Regions from separate parts of the Canis lupus genome. Here region 2 is linked to region 1. A link is a contact called in public Hi-C data. All regions are on one chromosome and are shown on one strand. Each heading gives the region's core, a stretch centred on a gene start, on an enhancer-like site or on the middle of the called end of the contact. The rest is flanking DNA. Distances are from core to core; before and after follow the strand shown.

Evidence for each region. Hi-C and Micro-C count contacts between places; a contact is called where the count stands out from the background.
Region 2: a Hi-C map of amygdala shows a contact between it and region 1, with 8 times the contacts expected there. The contact joins two enhancer-like sites. A contact is called at or near these places in 2 of 9 Hi-C or Micro-C datasets (amygdala and skin fibroblasts).

What each region holds. Positions count from the first base shown.
Region 1 is chr7:6,628,643-6,634,194 of UU_Cfam_GSD_1.0, reverse strand. PLXNA2 (plexin-A2) reads left to right here. Exons shown (of 32, transcript XM_038542031.1): 32 at 778-1,302. The coding sequence ends at 873. Among named protein-coding and RNA genes, the nearest start is that of CD34, 110 kb to the right of the region's middle. Within about 2 kb of position 2,559, at least 6 of the 20 cell types and tissues checked have an H3K27ac peak or open chromatin away from gene starts, as enhancers often do.
Region 2 is chr7:6,840,979-6,846,533 of UU_Cfam_GSD_1.0, reverse strand. No RefSeq gene overlaps it. Among named protein-coding and RNA genes, the nearest start is that of PLXNA2, 5.2 kb to the right of the region's middle. Within about 2 kb of position 3,878, at least 2 of the 20 cell types and tissues checked have an H3K27ac peak or open chromatin away from gene starts, as enhancers often do.

The DNA of each region.
Region 1 (5,552 bases), core at 1,310-3,809:
GCGGGGCCCGGGAGGGGACAGAGACCCACACGCAGCCAGAAAGACAGTTACGCAGAGCGCCTGGCTCGGCCCCTCGATAACAGCGACAGAGGGTAATTTAGAAAACATACAGTCATGGACTAGAGTCCAAAACCCATGAGCTCAAGACTCATTACCATTCCCTTAGACAGCAGCCTCTCCTCTCTGATTCATCCAACGCTTTCTTACACATTCCATTGTCTTTCACTCATTGTTAATACGATAAATAACACTCTTAATAACATAATTGTTTTCCCTCTCCAAGTGTTGTACAATTCATTTCATCCTTTCTTAAACAGTGAATCAGACTGTTCTTTGCACTTGGGCAGATCCTGTCAGTTATGTTTCAGGGACGCAGGTGGACCTTGACGGGGCAGGGGTCGCGTGGGACGGCTCCGGAGCGTTTGCGAGGCCTGCGTTGGCATGGTGCCTAAAATTAGCATTAGAAGTAATCATAATCGTGATAATAGCTAATAACTACACAGCACTTTGTCGCGCATGCGAGCTATTGCTTTAAACACATTGTTTTAAGATCTATATCGACAGAGACACGTACGTGTGTATGTGTAGACGTACGTACACATGCGCACACGGGCATACGTGTGTGTATATTCAATCATTTGCATTCCTTCAGCTTATGTTCGTTGGGGCAGAATGGAAAGGCAGTTGGAAGGATGCAGGATTCTGTAAATGAGGAGCCTCTGAACGGCATCCTGAAGTCTTCCCCACCTTTGTTTTGTTGTTGTTGTTGTTCCTCAGCTCATCGGGGCCCTGGAGCAGGATGAGCAGGCCCGGCGACAGCGGCTGGCGTACAAGGTGGAACAGCTCATAAATGCCATGTCCATCGAGAGCTGAGAGATGGAGCCTCACGTTCCCAGGAAGAGGGGCCTGTGAAAGCTGCCACACCGGGAGTCTCAGACGGAAGGACAAGTGAAGGGGATCAGCCCCCCCAGAGCTTGCTGTCCCCTGGGACCCCATCCTGGGGAGAGGGGAGGGCCCCTCCCCCGACGCCAGCCAGGGCCCCGGCACCTGCCGGCTCCCGCAGGGAGAGGAGGCGGGCATCGTCCACCCACAGTGAGAACCGCAGGAGGCAGGGGCGCAGGGAAGGCGGTTCTTCAAGCCGAGAGGCACGAACTGGGGACAGTTCTGCCTCTGTGACTGCTGCTTTGCATGAAAACTCATTTGATGTATATTGGGGAAATAATGAGAACTTTATTTAATTTTTTTTAAGAAAAAGGAAAAAAAAAAACAGAAATAAAACGAAACAAAAAGCCTCCCTGTTAATCCCGTCCCACTTCTGTTTCAATCTGATTTCAATCCCCGTTCCTCCACCCGCCCCCCCCACCTCCCCTTCCTCGAATGACTCCTGTTTCCAAATGCCAGAGAAAGCCTACCAAGAGAAGCGGAGGGAAACTGGGGGGAAAGCGATCCCTTGCTTTCCCTGGAAATCATAAGAGCACGAGAAGGAGGAGAATGAGCACAAGTTCACACCAAACACTTCGCAAAAATCGAGGCCAGTGAAACCTGGAATTACGGCAGCGGCCGGAGGAGCGCAGCAGCCCGAGGAGCACGGCGACTGCGGGACTCGGCACGGACAGTGGCGCCACGGAGGGGCTCGACCTGGCCGACTGGGAATCGAGCTTTACGCACCACACACATGTATATTCTCCTCTCCAGAGAGGAGATATGTGTCTGTAGAGTACCGATGCTTTTTTGCTACTGTTTTTTGTTTGTTTTTGTTTTATTTAATCTCAAACCTCAAGAATTGAGGAGCTGATCTTTGGTACTTTTCTGTTTGGTTCCCCTAAAGTTACTCTCAGAGGTGGGGAGCGGTGGGCCTCTCCCGGACGCCTGGCCTCCCCGAGGACAACTGGGCAGCTTTGCCTCACATGGCTCTCTGTCCTACACCAGGCACCCTGGGGAAAGGGCCCGGAGTATGCGGCCCAGGCCTCCAGGAGATTCCGTTTGGGAGCTGACCTGGGGACGTGGGTGTTTGGCTTTAGACTCCACTCCAATCTGCCAGTGGTTTCTTGCAATGAAAGCGAAAGCAAAAACCAAACACTGTTTACAGCAAGCAATACTTGAAGAGCGTAGGTTAAAGAGGCGGCTGTATTTACCGTGATGCTTTCTTTCTCTCGTTCTCTTGTGCCTGCAGAGGGGAGACAACCCTCCGCTCATATGTGGAAGCTCCTGATCGTCTGAGCACTTGCCTCAGCAGAAATGACTGTAGCCTACCCACGTTCCTGTCTTCTTGCTTCTCCTGCCTCCCGTGTCCTTATGAGTGTGAAGGACAAGTGGGTGGCTTCTCACTGGGCTTCTTTCTCTCTCTCTCTCTCTCTTCTGCTGACACCTAAAACCATGGATGACCAGCTCTCCTGAGTGTAGTTTCTAAACAAAGAGACCAAAGCCCCACACCCTGGTCCAGAAGCCCCATGAAAGCCAGTGGGAATCATCTAGAGGAAGGTGGCTCTGTTGGCAGCAAGATCTTGGTGACCTGGACAGCCTTCCGAGTTTCCAGGCCTCCCACACCGGCACGGATCCAAGCAGGCAGCTCTGGCTTCTCTGAAAACAGCATCAGAGGGAGGGAGAAGGAAGGCAAGAGAAAGGCAAAGGGGTGGGAAGGGGGCAGACAGGAGAGGACCATCCTCCCCTTCCCACCTTCTACTTGTCAAGGGGCTGCGGTGCTGGGAAACTGGACCAGCCGGCCCCGGAGAGACCAGACCAGGGTCATTTCCTCTGTAATTAACTCTGGGCCCCAGCTTCTCTGTGCCCTGATTTACCTCCAAACAATTCCAATTTCCAAAGGCTCTGCTGACCACACTGGATTCCCAGGAAAGGGCTGGGGGAGGGGGAGCTCTGAGGGCTGGCTTCCATCCCTGGCGTGTGGCTCTGGATCGCTGTGCTAACCGCACAGCAGACATCGCCTGGTCTCCTCAGCTCCAGTTTCTTGCCTGAATGCAGCTGACAAAGGGAAAGAGAAAAGCATTCAGCAAAATACTCAGGAAACTCGCTGTTTTCATTATAATTCACAACCAGCCATGCCAAGGCCACTTTCTTCTGATAATCCACTTCTGCTAAAGTTTCTCTGGGCCCTATTAATAGCCTGAAAAAAATACTAATGACTGGCCTTCCGCACTAAGCCAAAGTGTTTGCTCTTCATAGCACCCAAAGCTTATCAGCTCAGAGCCTGTGATTAATGGCGATGAAAGGAGAGAAGATACGTGCAAGAGGAATGGGGGGGAGGGGGGCTCGGTGCCACCCACAATAAAATCCCAGCCCACCGTACGTTACTTCCCAGCACGAATCTTCTCTGATCACACTGCTACGCAGACTAGCATCCGGGGTTTTGCTCCACCAAGAAGTAGAAGGAAGTTTGGTGTTTCGACCCTTGCCTCTATGCACCGATCTGAGCGTCTCCCAGGGGCGTCTTTGGGTGACCATTCACGGCCCTGGGGCTGCTTCGTGGAAGGCTTCTGGAGAGTGTAGAGAAAGATGGGGGAATGGTCAGCTGGAGCGCGGATGGGAGAGGGGCCAGAGCTGCCATGAGCGGGTGGGCCACACTTCTTGGGATTCCATGAGAGTGTTGGGCAAGTTGGGATGGCAAAGGAAGTGGCCCGGGGGCGTCTGTGAGGAAGGGAGTCCGAGAAAGGAGAACTCGGTGTGACTCGAGCTAGGCCGTGACGGGGAAAGGTTGTCGCCTTGCCTCCTCTGCAGCTTCCCGTCTGCCTCCTCCACCAACTCTTGCCTTTGGGCCATCGAGAACCAACGGAGCCCACGCCTATAGAATGGGCAGGACAGGGACTCAGTTGGCCTCTCTCCTCACTCTTAGCCAACTGGAAGGTATTTTGACCTCACGTAGGGAAAAAGTCACAGCCCCTACCCCACAGGAGGCCTTCCAACCCGGAGGGAGGCAGGAAGGGAGGTGTCTCTCAGACATCAGAACAGCTTCACTTGTGTCACTACTCTGCACAAGAGACAATTCGCTGGAAAAGAACCCCAGGAATGCGCTTGGCCAGACAGAAGGTGCTGATGGACGAGACGAAGATGGACAGGATGTCCCCTGTGCGTGGAGCAGGTCCCCCCCACCCGGCCCGCTGCCCCTCTACTCTCAACATGGGGTGGGGGGGCAGGTATCTCGGGGCCTGCCCTCCCCCGTCCCCCCACAGCGTCTCTCAGATCATTTCCCATCCACCGCTGACTGCAGAGAGCCCCCCTTCCTTGCAGAGTTCAATCACCAAGAGTGCGGCTCCAACGTTGGCCTCACCCGAGGGTGGAGACGGGTTCCTGCGCCCGGTCAGGTGGCCTTCCTACGGGGCGGCTGCCTGCCAGGGGCACTCAGGGTGCTGAGAACAGCAGGGAACAAGACCAAGAAGGACCTTCTTCTAGCAGAGGGGCATCATCCCAGCCGCCGGCCCCCGCAGCAGGCACAGGTCTCCCCACCACCTGCGGAGGGCACAGCTTGGCAGAAGAGGGCCAGAGAGGGAAGAGGAAGGCGGCCAACCCAGCGGCCCTGCCTTATTCTGGAACATTCCTTCTGCAGTGAGGGCCTCTCTGGCTTCCACAGCTGCTGTCGCCTCTGGTGGCATATCCCCTTGCCTCTTGAGCCCCTGGTCTTCCTTCACTTCCTCCGAATGAGGACAAGGAATCGCATCCGAGGCCTCTGGCCCTGCTGAGCACGAAGCCGAAGCCAGGGATGTGGGTGTGGGCTGGACACCATCCGGACAGAACAGAAGGAGACCGGGGACAGCCGCCAGCCGATCCATCCCCAGGTGCATCCCAGGTACCACACGGGCCTCCACGACCCCGCAGCTGCTCCCGGGGGAGGCCACCCTGGCTGACCTCGGATGGAGGCTCCCCAAGGCCTGGCCACTGACAGGAAAGCCTTGAGACTCTTGGGAGCAGGGGCGAGGGGGTGATGAGTCCGGGGCTGCGGAAGCAGATGCCACGGGGACACTTGGGAGACGAAGTTCAAGGACTTTTGATGCCTTGTCTCAGGCTTGGAGAAAATGGCAGTGCCCTCTCGGGGACTCCAAAGTCTGTCCTCCCCGTCTCTGGCTTTCCTCCCGGTTTTCCCAAAGAGGGACATTTCAGCAACCGGGGCTCAGTGACAGCAGGAAGGAAAGAGAGATCTCACTCGTGGTATCAGGTTGTCCATGGTTGTTGACTGGTCAAGACCACTGCTTGTCAAACAGGGCCTCCGCCCCGTAAGCCCGATGGAGGCCCGACCTCGCGGGGACAGCCCGCTCGGTTCCCCTGTCCTCCTCATGGTTGCAGGCTCCACCTTGAGACTGGGCTCCATCCCTTCCGTCCCTTCTGCAGCCCAGCCCGCCCCTCCTGTCTTGCCTCAAGGAAGATGAGAGGCACCTTGGGATTTCAGGGGAGGCCCTGACCTTGGCTTTGTTTGTCCCCCGCGTTAACGTTACAGGTGGCGAGCATAACGGCACACGGTCCCCCTACAGAGCAGACGTTAGCAACGTGTTGGAGAACAAGGGACAAGCTCTTCATACCATGAAACTAGGGACCTGGGCCCACCT
Region 2 (5,555 bases), core at 2,629-5,128, 210 kb before region 1:
TTTCCAGACTTCAGTAGTTCACACACACCCTGCCCTCAGTGTGCAGCATCGGAGCAGGCGCTGGGGCCTCACTTAAGCAGTGTTTGCACGGGGCAATGGACTTGACCCTCTGCAAGCCTCCTCTCCGGGTGAGGTCCCACCTACCTACCGAGAAGCTCCCGGCAGAGCAGGGATCACCCCTGCAGGGCCCTGGACTGGCCCCCAAGTGTCTGGGGTGAGGCCTCCCAGACTCCCCCCAGCAGCTGCTGTTCACGGCCTTCTGCAGACCAGAGACAGGCTCCTGGGACCAGGTCTCACTTTTCGGGCACCCCTCCCGGTCCTTCCCAACCTCCCAGGGGCTCCGTCCCTGGGAGGGCCTGGGCGCTGTGTTAGGTACGGCACGCACCAGTCAGGAAAGACAGGTCAGCGGCTGGGGGCAGACAGAGGAGAGGGTAATGTTCCATCCCAGAAGACCTTGCAGTTAGAGGCAAGAAGAAATTCTTCTGCTATCATTCTTGTCTTTCTTTCTCCCCTAATTAGGAGGAGATGTAAGTTCAATTCTGTTGGGGTTTGTAGGGCACAGACGCAATCAAGGGGAAGGCAAACGCCGGTGTTTTGCTCACCGTGCTCCCTGTGGGTTCCCACAAAGATCGACTGGCAGGTTCTCTCTAAGGGGTGGGGGTGACACACGTTGCACCCAATTATCCCATTATTTTGAAAGGCAGGCCTGGCCACCTATGTGGTGTTGCACAGGGCAGAGGTGACATAAGCTAGTGGAGATGTGCATGCGCTGGCAACTCCTTCCCTCTGGGCCAAGTCTCATTGTTAAACACACACCCTGCAAAATGGGGAAGAATTGAGCTCATTAATATGATTGTTTATAATAATCATGGTAGCTACTACAACATGCTCTCCTTTGTAAGAGAAGATGACACTCCTGACCCTCAGGAGGGTGGAAGCTTTCCCTGACTCATGATGAATCTGCGGGAGCCCTCCTGCTGCAGGGTCCGGGTCACTGGCTAGTGCACAGCTAAGAGGGATGAAGCCCAGTGCCTCCCATTTCCTGGCATCTGAAGTATGGACGCCCACATTCTCAGCACTTTCGCCTCCTCAGAAGACAACATAACTGGAGAAAAAGGATGTCAGATAAACCTGGGTTCAGATTCTGACCACACCACGTGCTACCTGGGTGACCTTGGCACCAACGGCTTGACTTTCTGGTCATCAGTTTCTGCATCTGTAAAACAGGGTGATGGTACTTACCTTGTAAGATTGTAAGATCACCTTACATTTGTGAGGATTACGTATCATATGTGTTTTCTCCCAAGCACTGCGATTGAGAGAGGGTGGGCACCCAGCGCATGCTGGCCTGTACCATTGTACGTGGATAATTATAAGCAACTGAAGGGAAGGTATTATTTTGTCTAAGGAAAGAAACCTGGACAAACTGATAGTTTCCTATTGGTTCTTAGGGTTTCTTTCTTTCTTTCTTTAAAGATTTTATTTTATTTATTTATTTATTTATTTATTTATTTATTTATTTATTGAAGAGAGAGACGGGGAGACATTGCACATGAACAAGCAGGGGAGAGGTGGAGGGAGAAGCTCCCGGCAGAGCAGGGATCCCGATGCAGGGCTCGATCCCAGGACCCTGAGCTGAAGGCAGATGCTCAGCCGACCGAGCCATCCATGTTCTTAGTTTCTGATCTCAAAGGTACAAACCGTGCTGGCTCCGTCCCCTTGGCTTTGGGTGTGTTCACTTCAGGATCCTCAGAAAGCCTGGAGGCCCAGTTCCAGCTGAATCTCCGAGAGCAACCGTCACCTGAGCCAGCCTGGGCCATCGGAGCCCAGAGATCAGTGTGGGGCTTCTTGGCAAGCGAGGGCCACCGAGCAGAGGAGGACCTCAAAGGAGCAACCTGGTAATGCAACTCAGGCCATGGAGGTCCACTCCGTTCTAATTCCTGTACAATTAAGGAGTGTGCACCGAGGCACCCAGGCCACTCTGCCCGCCTGGAGGTGTGGGTGTATGTGGGCTGCCTAGTAAGAAGCACCAACTCCCATGTGGATGTGCTTTGTGCTTTTGGGGGGCGAGGTTAGACACAGAATCCATTTTAGTCTGTAGCATTTTCTAGTGGAGGCGTGGGAGGGAAAGAGGCCCAAAGTGATGGGGAGGCAATGCAGCCACCCCACAAGCCAAAGGGCATTCCTTTTCTTTTTTTTTTTTTTTTAAGATTTTATTTATTTATTTATTTGACAGAGCAAGAGATTGAGAGAGAGAGAGAGAGAGGGCACACGAGTGGTGGGGAGGGGCAGGGGGAGAAGGAGAAGCAGACTACCTGCTGAGCAGGGAGCTCAATGCAGGCCTCGATCCCAGGACCCTGAGATCAAGACCTGAGCTGAAACCAGGGGTCAGACGCTTAACCGACTGAGCCAACAAGGATTTTTCTAACAAGCCCAGCTATTTTCCCTGGAAAACCGAACAAGAGCATGAACTGCAATTCACAGCGGTGGGGAAGGGAAGTTTGCTCTGGAAGGAATCGCTAGGTTTTAAGACAACCTCCCCATCTGCCTGCATAACTGGCTCCAATTCACAGCCAGTATCTTATCTGATTCTTGTCAAGCAGAGTATGCGAGGCGACGGATACTGTTTCCACTTCATAGATGGGGAAACTGAGGCACGGAGGGGCTTAGCCAGGGACTGCAGGACCAAATGAATAGTGTCTCCTTTTTTTGGAACCTCTCAGAAAAAAATAGAAGAGAAAGGCCCTTTCTCTGACTCCCAGTGCCAGGCCCAGAGCAGCGGCCAAAATGGTGAGCAGAGGACTTCGCCCAGCCCTCACCTTCCACGCCCAAAGCCCAGCAGTCCAAACTCCCGCCCAACCTCCTCCCGTGTGCATGAAGGATTCCCGTGGATTGTTCCAGGGAATTGCTTAGGTGGGTTTAGGCTGCAACTGGCTGGGCCTCCCAGAGAATATTGTCCTCGCAGAACAGCATACTAGAAGGATGGGAGGGAGGAGGGGCTTCGGCAAAGAGGGCGAGGTATACAGGACATAAGCTCCGCTTGTGGGAGGTTTAGTGAGAAAGGAGTGAAATCCTGCCTTGTTTGATCTGGAGCCTTAACAGGCTCGCTACTGTTTAAAGTACACAGGAAAGCGGGATTTGTGAAGAGATGAGAGGGGAGGCAGGAGGGGGGTGACATCTTTATGAATGGTACTGAGAACCCCGGAGCAGGTGCCCCGTTGCTGTGTCCTGGGCCCGTGTCCCCACTGCCTAGCCTGAGGCTCACCACTCTGGCATCCCAGCAGCCTCTCCTCCATTCATGGGACTTGGCCCACACGCTCCAGTTTGGCCCGTCAGAACAATCCCTTTGTTCCTAACAATGTGGGGGGTAGAGGAGGCTGCTGCTTCTGCACTGTGGCTGCCTGACAGTGTCCGCTGGGCCAAGGTGAAGTACGGCATGGGAGACAGAGGGGCCCACCCACAAGGGGAATGTGTCCCTGTCTCGAAATGTGAAGTCTCGGGGTGAGGGCAAGTGAGAGGGGACATGAGTTTGGAGGAGAGATAGCTCGAGATGGTGGTGGCGGCAGTGGCCTGAGCTTTGGGAGCTAGACGCAAGCCTGGGTACAGATCACGCACCACCCGAAGGTCACACGATGGCAGTGGCAAGCATGAACCCCGACCTCCGACCACCAGTCAGGTCACGCGGCCTCCCAGGCCCAGCCCCCATCCCACTCCAGGCACCCTAAATATATGCACACACACACACACACTCGCAGGCAGCGTTCCCATGCAAAACGCGATGGCTTGCCACCCCCCTCAACCCCCCCCACCACCACCTCTGAAAGGGAGCAGACTTAATGCTGAAAGCCTGCCAAAGTGTGGCTGGCTTCCAGCACCAAAAATACCTCCCGGGATCTGAGGGGCTACTGCGCTGGCGTCTATTTGTGGGGCTGGAGCTGCTGCAGTGGCAGAGAGAGGACTCCCTCTGGGGATCGGCCGGTTGCCCATTTGGGCCTATTCTCCCCAAAGTCTAAGGCTCGCTTTCCAGAGCCTGAGGAGGCCTGCTCAGTCAGACTTGCCCTCTGCAGGAAAAATACTTAATCATTTTACTCACCCCCCAACACACACACGAAAAAACCTTCAGCTCCATTTCTAGAATGCTGTTGCCTTGTCCTCTTCTACTTGTCTAATCTTTTTCCCCAAGTCACCCATCTAGTGACAAACAAAGAATAAGCAGGGGGCCCGGGTTAACAGTGCAGCAGCCACAGGTGGCTTTGCAAGAGTGAGGCTTCAGGAGCACGGCGACCAGCTGAGGTGCGTGGGTTGCGGTGGAGGAGAACCCTGTTGGGCTTGCAAGGATTTTCCAAAGATGAGTATTTGACATAAGATAAACAGATGCCCATCCATCCACCCATCCATCCACCCATCCATCCATCCATTCATCCATCCATCCATCTTTCCATCCATTGATTCGATAAGTATTTATTAAATACCCACTGCTTGTCCAGAACTGTGCTGGGCTGTGACTGTCTGCCCTTGTGGAAATGAAGGATGGACTGCAAGGCATCGGGTTGAGGTTCCGTGGGCCCCCAGGGACTACGGGTTTGACACCAGCTGGACAGGATGAGGAAGAAGACACAAAAGTCTAGATAGATACCAGAAAACTCAAGTTCCAGAAAAACATAGGCAGGTCTGAGGGGTATGGAGCCTATTAGCATGATCGGTAGCATGATGTCTTTAAAAAATACTCGTGGAAGAGATGGTCATGTACTGTATACAATTCCATTAAAAGAGGAAATATCATAAACTTATTGTTAATAAGTAATATTTGTGGAATGAATGAATGAATTCCCAGTGATCTAGGGACGTGCTTAGTGAAACCCCTTTAAAGACCAAAGGCTCATTTATATTGTCATCGCCTCATGGGATGTTATATTTCAATACAAATCATGAACTCCAGTTGTTATTTTTTAATTCCCAAGATATATTGTTATAATTATGTGCTTAACTAATAAGGTCCATATTTGTTCTAGCCTATTGGGACTAAAAATATGAACAAATCTTTCCATTTTAATGATGTTATTAATTCTTCCAATGGTTTTACATAGGTCTATTTTAATTCCATCAACTATCTGAAGGTTGAAGGTAGAAAGTCCCATCTCCTAGATGGACATACTGAGGCCCAGAGATGTTAAGTGGGCTTCCACCAGGGTACCGCCCAGTAGACCAGATTAGTGTTCCTCCAGCTGCTGTGCTGACCGTAGGTACCCCCATAACCTCACAGGACTCAGATCTTAGACCTTGTCCAGTGACGATGTGGGAACTTGGTGACACTGTGTCATGCTGCCTGCAGTGTGTTCTCTCACCTGTCTCCTCTCTCTCTTCCCTGCTCTCTCGCCCTCTCCCTTCATTTGGGAAGCACAGGGATGGCTGAGGACGAAGCATGGGGTGAGTAGAAGGATCTGTTTCATTTTACCCTGTCTTTGCTCCTGGTTCTAGCCTTTATTTCTGGATCGTGGGTGGGGGAGGTGGTATTGGACGAGTATTTAAATTTTATGATAATCTTCCCAAGATGT